Linked DNA regions of Mus musculus: region 2 is linked to region 1. Evidence: chromatin contacts called from public Hi-C data. All regions are on one chromosome and are shown on one strand. The core of a region is the stretch at or near the end of the contact, and the rest is flanking DNA. Distances in the headings are between cores, read along the strand shown.

The links. Hi-C and Micro-C count contacts between places; a contact is called where the count stands out from the background.
Region 2: a contact with region 1 is called in a Hi-C map of cerebral cortex, with 2.9 times the contacts expected there. The contact joins two enhancer-like sites. A contact is called at or near these places in 5 of 484 Hi-C or Micro-C datasets (cerebral cortex, cortical neurons, differentiating embryonic stem cells and 1 more), 1 of 115 datasets of contacts at active chromatin or transcription factors (embryonic stem cells) and 1 of 9 other capture datasets (embryonic stem cells).

Annotation. Positions count from the first base shown.
Region 1 is chr15:73,790,347-73,794,376 of GRCm38.p6, reverse strand. It overlaps Mroh5 (maestro heat-like repeat family member 5), which reads left to right. Exons shown (of 11, transcript NM_001368162.1): 5 at 1,202-1,309; 6 at 1,592-1,708; 7 at 2,534-2,653; 8 at 3,499-3,657. Among named protein-coding and RNA genes, the nearest start is that of Ndufb4c, 18 kb to the left of the region's middle. Within about 2 kb of position 2,381, at least 61 of the 459 cell types and tissues checked have an H3K27ac peak or open chromatin away from gene starts, as enhancers often do. A contact at or near this core is called in cerebral cortex, where this site is marked.
Region 2 is chr15:73,980,651-73,984,680 of GRCm38.p6, reverse strand. No RefSeq gene overlaps it. Among named protein-coding and RNA genes, the nearest start is that of Gm32355, 7.4 kb to the left of the region's middle. Within about 2 kb of position 2,105, at least 35 of the 459 cell types and tissues checked have an H3K27ac peak or open chromatin away from gene starts, as enhancers often do. A contact at or near this core is called in cerebral cortex, where this site is marked.

The DNA of each region.
Region 1 (4,030 bases), core at 1,132-3,631:
CACTGGGACCAAGGCAACTTATAAAAGAAAACATGTAATTAGGGGCTGGCTCACAGCTTCAGAAGGTCCAGGACTATCACGATGAGGAGCATGGCAGCAGGCAGGCAGGCAGGCATGGTGCCAGAGAAGTAGGTGAGGGCTCACATCTAGTCCGTAAGCAGGAGACAGAGAGTAAACTGGAAATGTTGTAGGTTTCTGAAACATCAAAGCTCACCCCCAGAGACACACCTCCTCCAATACCTCTTAATCCTCCCTAAATAGTTCCACCAACTAGGGACCACATACTCCAATATATGAGACTATGGGGGCCATTATCCTTCAAGCCACCACATTCCATTCCTGGTCCCCACGGGCTTGTAGCCGTATCAGAACAAAATGCATTTAATCCAACTCTAAAAGTCCTCATAGCTCTCCACGGTCTCAACACTGCTGAAAGGTCCACAGTTCAGTCTCTTTCGGGGACTCAAGGTAATCCCTTAATTGTACCCTGTAAAATCAAGAAGAAAACGACATACTTCCAACACGCAGTGCCACAGAATCGACATTACTGTTCCAAAAAGAGAGGCCGGGGACATCGTACTCTCAACTGTATCTCTCAACTTAGCTTACATGTTTCAAACAAACGACTTTGACCGTTTATCAATATTTTCTAAGAGTTGAGTGTTAAGGTGTGTCCCTAACACCAGAAGAATATTAGGAACAAAAACCTCAGGCTCATTGACTTACGGCATCTGGGAGTGTTGGAAATGAAGGTCTATTAGACATAATTACAGTCATCCTACTGAGCTACGATGGAACCTTCCAGAATCCTGCATTTAGAAGGGTCATTGCATTGATCCCTCATTTCATTAAGAAACAGTCGAGCGTCTGCCACAGGCTGGCACCATGCCAGGCACTGGAAACACACTGAGAAGCAGACTCAACCCTGTCTATGAGGCCCACCCTGTCTCAGGGCCACTTTCACTGATGCTGGGCCCTCAGCCCAGGCTGGGAACATGGCTGGATACCACACTGCAGCCTCCCAGGGTTCAGATATCCTGAACACAGCTGGGGGGTACCTTGAGAAACATGTTCTCCATCTCTGAGATCCATCCAACAAGCCAAAGTGCTGAAAACTTAGAGGAAGGAGGAGGGGCTAATGAAGCCAGGGCTTTCCGGCTCTGGGAAAGTGCCTCCAAGCCCTGCCTGCCTCGCCTCACAGATGGCCAGAAAGTCGGTGCCGTTCCTGAACACAGATGTGTGGTCCAAGGAGTTGCTGTGGGCCATCACCAAGTCTGGCAGAACACAGCAAGAGCAAACCCCGGACAAGGTAGCCCCCCACACACACACTGTTCCCAAGGGCCCCAGCCTATTCACCACACAGGCCCATGGGATCTGTCACAGACAAGCAGGGCCCTTGAACAAAGGGAGAAGGAACGAGGCCTGGGCAGCTGGACTAGAAGCACCTCCCTTCCTCACCACAGGCTGGGGTTTAGGCCTTCCTCGGGCAAGATGGGAAGGGTGGCCTCAGAGTAAGGAAACCTGGGGAACTTGGTCATAGGCGCTCAGGTCAGGTGGGTCCCACTCAGGACAGGATGTTGAATCCCACCAGGCCTTCCTGTTCACCTACTACGGGCTAATCCTTCAAGCTGAGGAGAACAGCACCACCGTCAGGACGCATCTCACAACCCTCTTGGAGACATCTCACCAGTGGGCCAAGCAAAGGGAGGTGAGGCCCCAAAGGGGGGAAGGGAGGCCCCAGGCAGGGGGAGGTGAGGGTCAAAGCAGGGGTTTGGGGAGGTAAGGGCTCAGTAAACTGAGTTGTGCTGGTCACCTACCAATCCCTGGTTTCCGTCACACAGAGCTCTGATCCTTATCACACACTGAACCATGGTCCTATCTCACACTGAGCCCTGACCCTGTTCATACTCAGCCTTGTCCCTGGTCACAGAATGAGCCCCTTCCCTGGTTTCACAATGAACCCTGATCCTCGAATGCACACCGACTGTTAATCCTGCTCCCATAGCGAGCCCTGAAGGTCACACGCTGAGCCCCTAGTCCCACCACACGCTGAACCTTGCTCCTGACGCTGACACCGAGACCTCCTGAGTCTGTGCGCATACTGAGTCCTTATAACTCTCATATCGTGGTTCTCCAGTCAGAATCTGAGCCCTCCTCCTGGCCACACACTGAGCCCTAGGGCTCCTCACAGTCTGAGACCTGAACATGAAAACACACTGAGGCCTGATCCTGGTCATGTCCTGAGGGCTGATCACAGCATGAACTCTGACGAACTAAGCCCCAATCGCATCTCTCGCATCTCATACATCTTCACTCCTATCCTGAGCATGTCTGCCCAGAGCTGAGCTGGCACGAGAGACAACCAACCCCAAAGCTCCCTTTCTTCCTCTTCCCACCCCCAACTCCACCCACCTCCTGGGTGTCTGGGCTCTGAGCTGCAGGTCCTCAATTGTGTGTGAGTTCCTGCCCCCTGCTGGTGGAGTGGGGAATTACAGGATCCAGATCACAGACTCAGGGGGGACTCTGCCCACAGGGCATTGCTCTCACAGTGGGACTGGTTGCAGTAAACCACTTGGATGATGCCTGGGCTATCTTAGAACAGTTTGGACGGAGCACACCCTTCAAGAGGAGCCTGCAGAACTTTTCCCTGAAGGTATCAACTCAGGGTTCCTAGGGTGGTGGGGGGGGTGGGGGGGTGGAGTAGGGGCGGACATCAAATCCTACACTGCATGAAGGGAAACATAGCAACCACTCTAGGATTATGGTTGCCACTGAGGCAAAGATTTATCTAAAAGGTGAGACTCTTGGCCTGAGAATTGCTTGTGCACACTGGAGGGGGCTCCATTCTGTGCCACCTTACTGCACCCTACGTGACTCCCCCTGGAAGACAGTGCCTGGGAACCTCTCCAAAGGAATTTTGGGTTGGGGAGGTTCTTCATGCTCTTGCAGGTCTGTTCATGGTTAACCCTGCAACCTAGAGGAGGCTCCGCTGGCTCTTCACATCTGGCAAGTGGCAGAACTGAAGTGCATGCCTCAGACTCTCCGTGGGTACCTGTCACTGTTTTTGCAATGTCACCACGCTAGTACCGTGGTGACATCTGAGAGGAGAGATGACTCTGGGCCACAGTCAAGCAGGAAATTCCACTTTGCCCATTACTGTCTGCCTGGATGGAAGCATGATCTTTCCAGCCCCCCCCCCCCCGGCAGCCCATAAGTGTGTGGTGTGCCCATCAGGGTGCTGGGCTGTAGGGAAAGACTATCACGGGAGAGGCCTCAACTCTTCCAGTTCCAATGGAGCCTAGTACAATGCCTTTGATGTCCTGGTATAATCAGCCTAACTCCCTGAAAATCTAATTTCACTTCTGCTGTTCTCATTTGGTGAACAAAGACCCTCTGGACACTCCCTTCCCCCACCTTGCTGGGATCGGGGTACCCCCTTCTCACCACTCCCCAAGTAGACAGTGGGCAAGACCCAACCCCAAATCCACTCCTACCCAGCTCCACGGCCAGAACACTGAGGACCTTCGGTGGAAGTGGGCCAGCAGCACCATCCTCCTCTCCTACGGCCAGATGGCAGCCTGGGCCAAGAACCACATCCTGCCCTGGGTGGACAACATCTTATCCAGGATGATCTTCTACTTCCACTTCAGCTCCTGGGTACAGGTTGCCTTGCTCACCATCACCCCAGTCCTGCACCTTCCCCAGGACAGAGCTAGGACTCCGGCTCTGCCCTGCCCCGATCATGAACTCAGGGAAGCCTAGGGCCAGCCATCTTTAGCCTTTGCCCAAGTCCCCTGCCCTCCCACCAAACCTCCTGTGCTGTGCATTGCCCCTGTGCCTTTATTACCCTGAAATTTCCTCTGGTCTGATAAGAACCCCATTCCCCCACTTCTTACAATGCAAATACTGGATTTTCACATGGGGGAGGGCTGGATCCTAAGAGGCCAGGGTGATGCCTTTCTCCGAGGAGCACCATAGCCTGGCTTGTGATAGCCAGGATAAGTCTTGCCCATCCAGGCTGTAGGTACCA
Region 2 (4,030 bases), core at 856-3,355, 190 kb before region 1:
ACCTACTGTGGACACATGACTGAGTGGCCAGGTTCCTTACCTCATGGAGTCCATCAAATTAGAGAGGCAGATAGTGAGAGTCAACAGCTAGCAGGGAGAGGAAAGGTGAGAGTCTGAAGGTCTAGGGACTGGGCTTAGAGATCTGCAAGTCCAGGGGCCTTGGGAGGAAGGAGGATCAGAGAGACCTCGGAGATGCTTTCTCATTGCCCTGAAGTAGTAGGCAAGCTCTACTACACCAATGGGCTAAGGAATGCTTAGATTGAGGTAGGGCAGAGGATACAGGAGAGGTGTGTTCTAAGGTTTAGTCACGTGCAAGCCACAGGATGGTAGAGAGAAGGGAGATAGCAGCTGAGGCCTGTACTGTAAGCTGGTCAGGATGCTCCTTGCTGAGAGCTCAGTGCACAGAGACACAGGCCAGGGTAGAAAGGAATAAATGAGACACGGTGGCCCAGGCTGTTATTAGTGCCAAGCAGATGTGCTTAGCAGTTCCTCCTGAGTCAAGAGAGATTCGCACCATCCTTTACAGGGAGAGATGCTTGGGCTGGCAGTTAGCAGAACTATCTCAAACCTGACAAGCTACAACTAGTCCCCAGGCCATGTCTCTGAAGAGCCTGCCCATTGTGCCATTGTGCCATTGTGGTCAAACCTCGGCCCCTGAGCTACAAACTGCTGTTACTCTGTACGCACAAGGCTTTTCATTGTGAGGGGCCTGAATTCTTGTCAGTTTTTTGTGACTAAGACAAAATACCTGAGACAAAGAGCAAAGAGGAAGAAAAGATATGCCTCACAGTTCAAAGATTCCAGCCCGTGGTCACCAGGCCCTGTTGCTTTGGGTCTATGGCAGCAGAGTATATCATGGTGGCAGAGAAGGCCTGTTCACCCCTCAGAGCAAGGAAGCTGAGAGAGGGGGTAGGTTCCCCATACTTTTCTTCAAGGGGGCACCAATGACTTAACTTCCTACCACCAGGCCCCACCTCTTAAAGACTCCACCCTCCAATGTCCCTGGCTATGATTAAGTTAGTATATGGGCCTTTGGGGAACATTCCCGACATAACCGTTGCCCATGGGTTTACAGAGAAGAGGTAAAGCCCTGGGGTGCAGAAAGCTCTGTCCTGTGTAAGCTGGAAGGATGAAGAGGGACTAGCAGCTGCAGGCTTGCTCATGAGTATGTCTGTGTGGATGCATCTGTGTGTCTCTCTGTACCCCTAAGTGTACCTATGTGAAAGAGGAGGCCACAGAGGCAGGTGGTGACCCTAAGACAATGACCTAGACTCAGCCTGTTCTGGGACAGTAATTTCCTAGAGTTCATGTGCAGGTGAGATGGTCTCAGGACCTTCCCACCACAGGGCTGGGACAATGTTGTGTGTGTCTGAGATCATGTCATTCTTTCACGGAATACTCAAATTCAGACCCATTTTGTTCCAGGCCTGAGGCCAGCCAGCCAAGGATCTGAAGAGATGGCTCTGGAACCTTGGCCTCCATATCTTACCTCTGTCTCTTCCTCTGTCCTTTGGCCATATTGGCTGGGCCTCCCCATCAGGTCTGTATCCCCAGCCATGACCTTCACAGAAGACCAACAAAATATGTTCCCTTGAGAAAACCCTATAATCATAATTCCCTTAAGATCCATACAGAAATTCCTATGTAGCTTCCCAGAAAGAGCTGTCCATTTCTTTAGCAGGTGTACTGTGATCATGTGCTTAGCAAACAGATACTGAACCCAAAGTCAATACCTACTTCACTTCAGGCCAGTAGCCTCAGACACACCCAGGAATCAGGCCTGGAAGGACCCTAGGTTATCTCCTCCCCTGAGTTCTACTTGGCCTTGTTCACGTGCACACTGCTCCACAGTGACAGCTTGTGATCCTCAGCCTTACTCTAAGGCAAAAAAAGAGCCCTATGCTGAGCTAGTGTGCACCCCAGCCTGGCACATAGTAGGTACTCAATAAAGGAAGGTAGGGAGACAGGCAGGGTAGGGGGAGGTAGAGAGAAGAGAGAGGTCTCCAGTGGTTTTCTCGGAAGCAGCCTTCCCCCTCTCTCCCTCCCCTCTGCCCCCACCCCCGGTTGGCTGGGCTCCCTTGTCCTGAGTCAGCACGCCTGTGCATGTGCCTGTGTGGCCGTGGGTGGTGGCAGTGGGCTGGGACATTCTCATGCCAAGCAGGCTCTGCGCGCGCTGTCCTCGCCGCCTGCACAGTTCTCTCGTTGCTGCGTCTGAAAATGTCAACTTCTTATCTCGCCAGAATTTTTCCTGACTTGGAGAATTCAATAAAGAAGCTGAGTAACACTTAAAATAATAATGAAGCCCGGGGTTGCTGCAACTCCCGGCTGGCTCTGCGGCCAGGCTGCCTTGCCGCCATGATCAATCTTCATTTTCACACCGGGTGCCAGACAGCTCTGCAGGGTGGGGCTGGCCGGAAGCCCTGGGGAATTCACAGGCCACCAGGATGCCCGGGCACTCACCTGCTACTCTGAGCAGCGGGAGAGAGAGGCCATGCTGAACCTAACCTCCCTCACACACCAAGTCACTCCACATCGCAGTACCCCATCACTTACTACACCTGCTTCCCTGTGCCTGGACCCGTGCTGTTCCGTCCACCCAGTGCTAGCATCAAGGAAACTCCTATCTACTCCTCAAAACCCAGCTCAGGGTTCAGATAAGCCTCACTAGTTCTGTAGCCTTTGGACAGAGCAGTGTGCTCAGAGGGGTTTGTGGGTTGGAACCCCTCGGCTGCTTTCCTCTATTTTTGCCACCATGTGTTAACTAGCTAAGCACACTGCAATAGGTATGCAGAGACAAGAGGCTCGCCCAGGATCCAGAGATGCAGCAGCTGAATCCAGAAATAGCTGGGACTGTCTGCTACTACCCAGAAGCCCTTTCGGCCTGAGAGTGCCTAGCTGATAGATGAAGAGACTGGAAACCAGAAGGGAGAGAGAGAGAGAGAGAGAGAGAGAGAGAGAGAGAGAGAGAGAGAGAGAGAGAGAGAGAGAGAGAGAGAAAGAGAGAGCTGCATCCTGACAGAGGCAGCCCTGAACTGGAAGGCCCAGATATCACTATGGGGACGAGGCATGTGAGCTCTGGGTCCTGGCTGCCCTGTGAACTTGGTCGAGTTCACTGACACTGGAGGAGGCCCACTGTGTTCACCTGTGAGATCAGACCATGGTTGTCCAATCAGCAGGGTATATGGCTGGCCCATGCCCACAATGGAGGCCTATGTGAGAGCCAATCAACCTTGCTTGTTGCTCGGGGCTCTCCAGTCCTTCCTCAGTCCCTCAAGGGCCTCGCTGTTTGGTTTGAATCTACTCCAATTTGTCAACAGCTTTCTTTACAGGGGCTCTTACCGAATGTCTGCAAATTGACTCCTAGGCTAATGAGAACCAATTAATCTTCCCTCCTCCCTCCAACCCCGGCCAGCATCAGCCTAGCCCATCTCTCACTGCTCTCTTCTCTAGGCACAGAGCAAGGCCAGGACGAAAAGATCCAGCCTAGAGCAGCCACAGGCCTGAAGTGAGATGAGAACTCTGTGGGAGACCCTAGACCTCACCTATAACAGCAGCAGCCATCCCCAAAAGGAAAGCAAGCCCCAACTTGAAGATTCTTGGATGTTTGTATGGGTGCTGGAAAACCTTTCACGGAGATGGTCTGAATGAGAGGAAGGCCCACCTGCATGACAGGGAAGGAAACCCTGGGAAGAGGCTGAGACTGCGACTCAGTTGGGAGTTTGTTTAGCATTTGCAAAGCACTGGAACTGATCCTCAGCATCCCATAAACCACAAGGAGGCGACACATACCTGTAATTGTAGCACGCGGATGATGGGGGTAGGAGGATGAGGAGTAGGGTCATCCTTGCATGTGTTGAATCCACAAGGCCAGCCTGGGCTACATGAGAGCAGGTGTTAGCAAATGACTCAACCAATGTCCACCAAATGGCTGTGAAGGCCTGGTCACTGGAACAGCCTAACGTACTCATTACCATAGAGCCAGGCTGTTTGGGGGAGCTAAGAAAACTGAATCTTTGCCATGGAGCCCAGA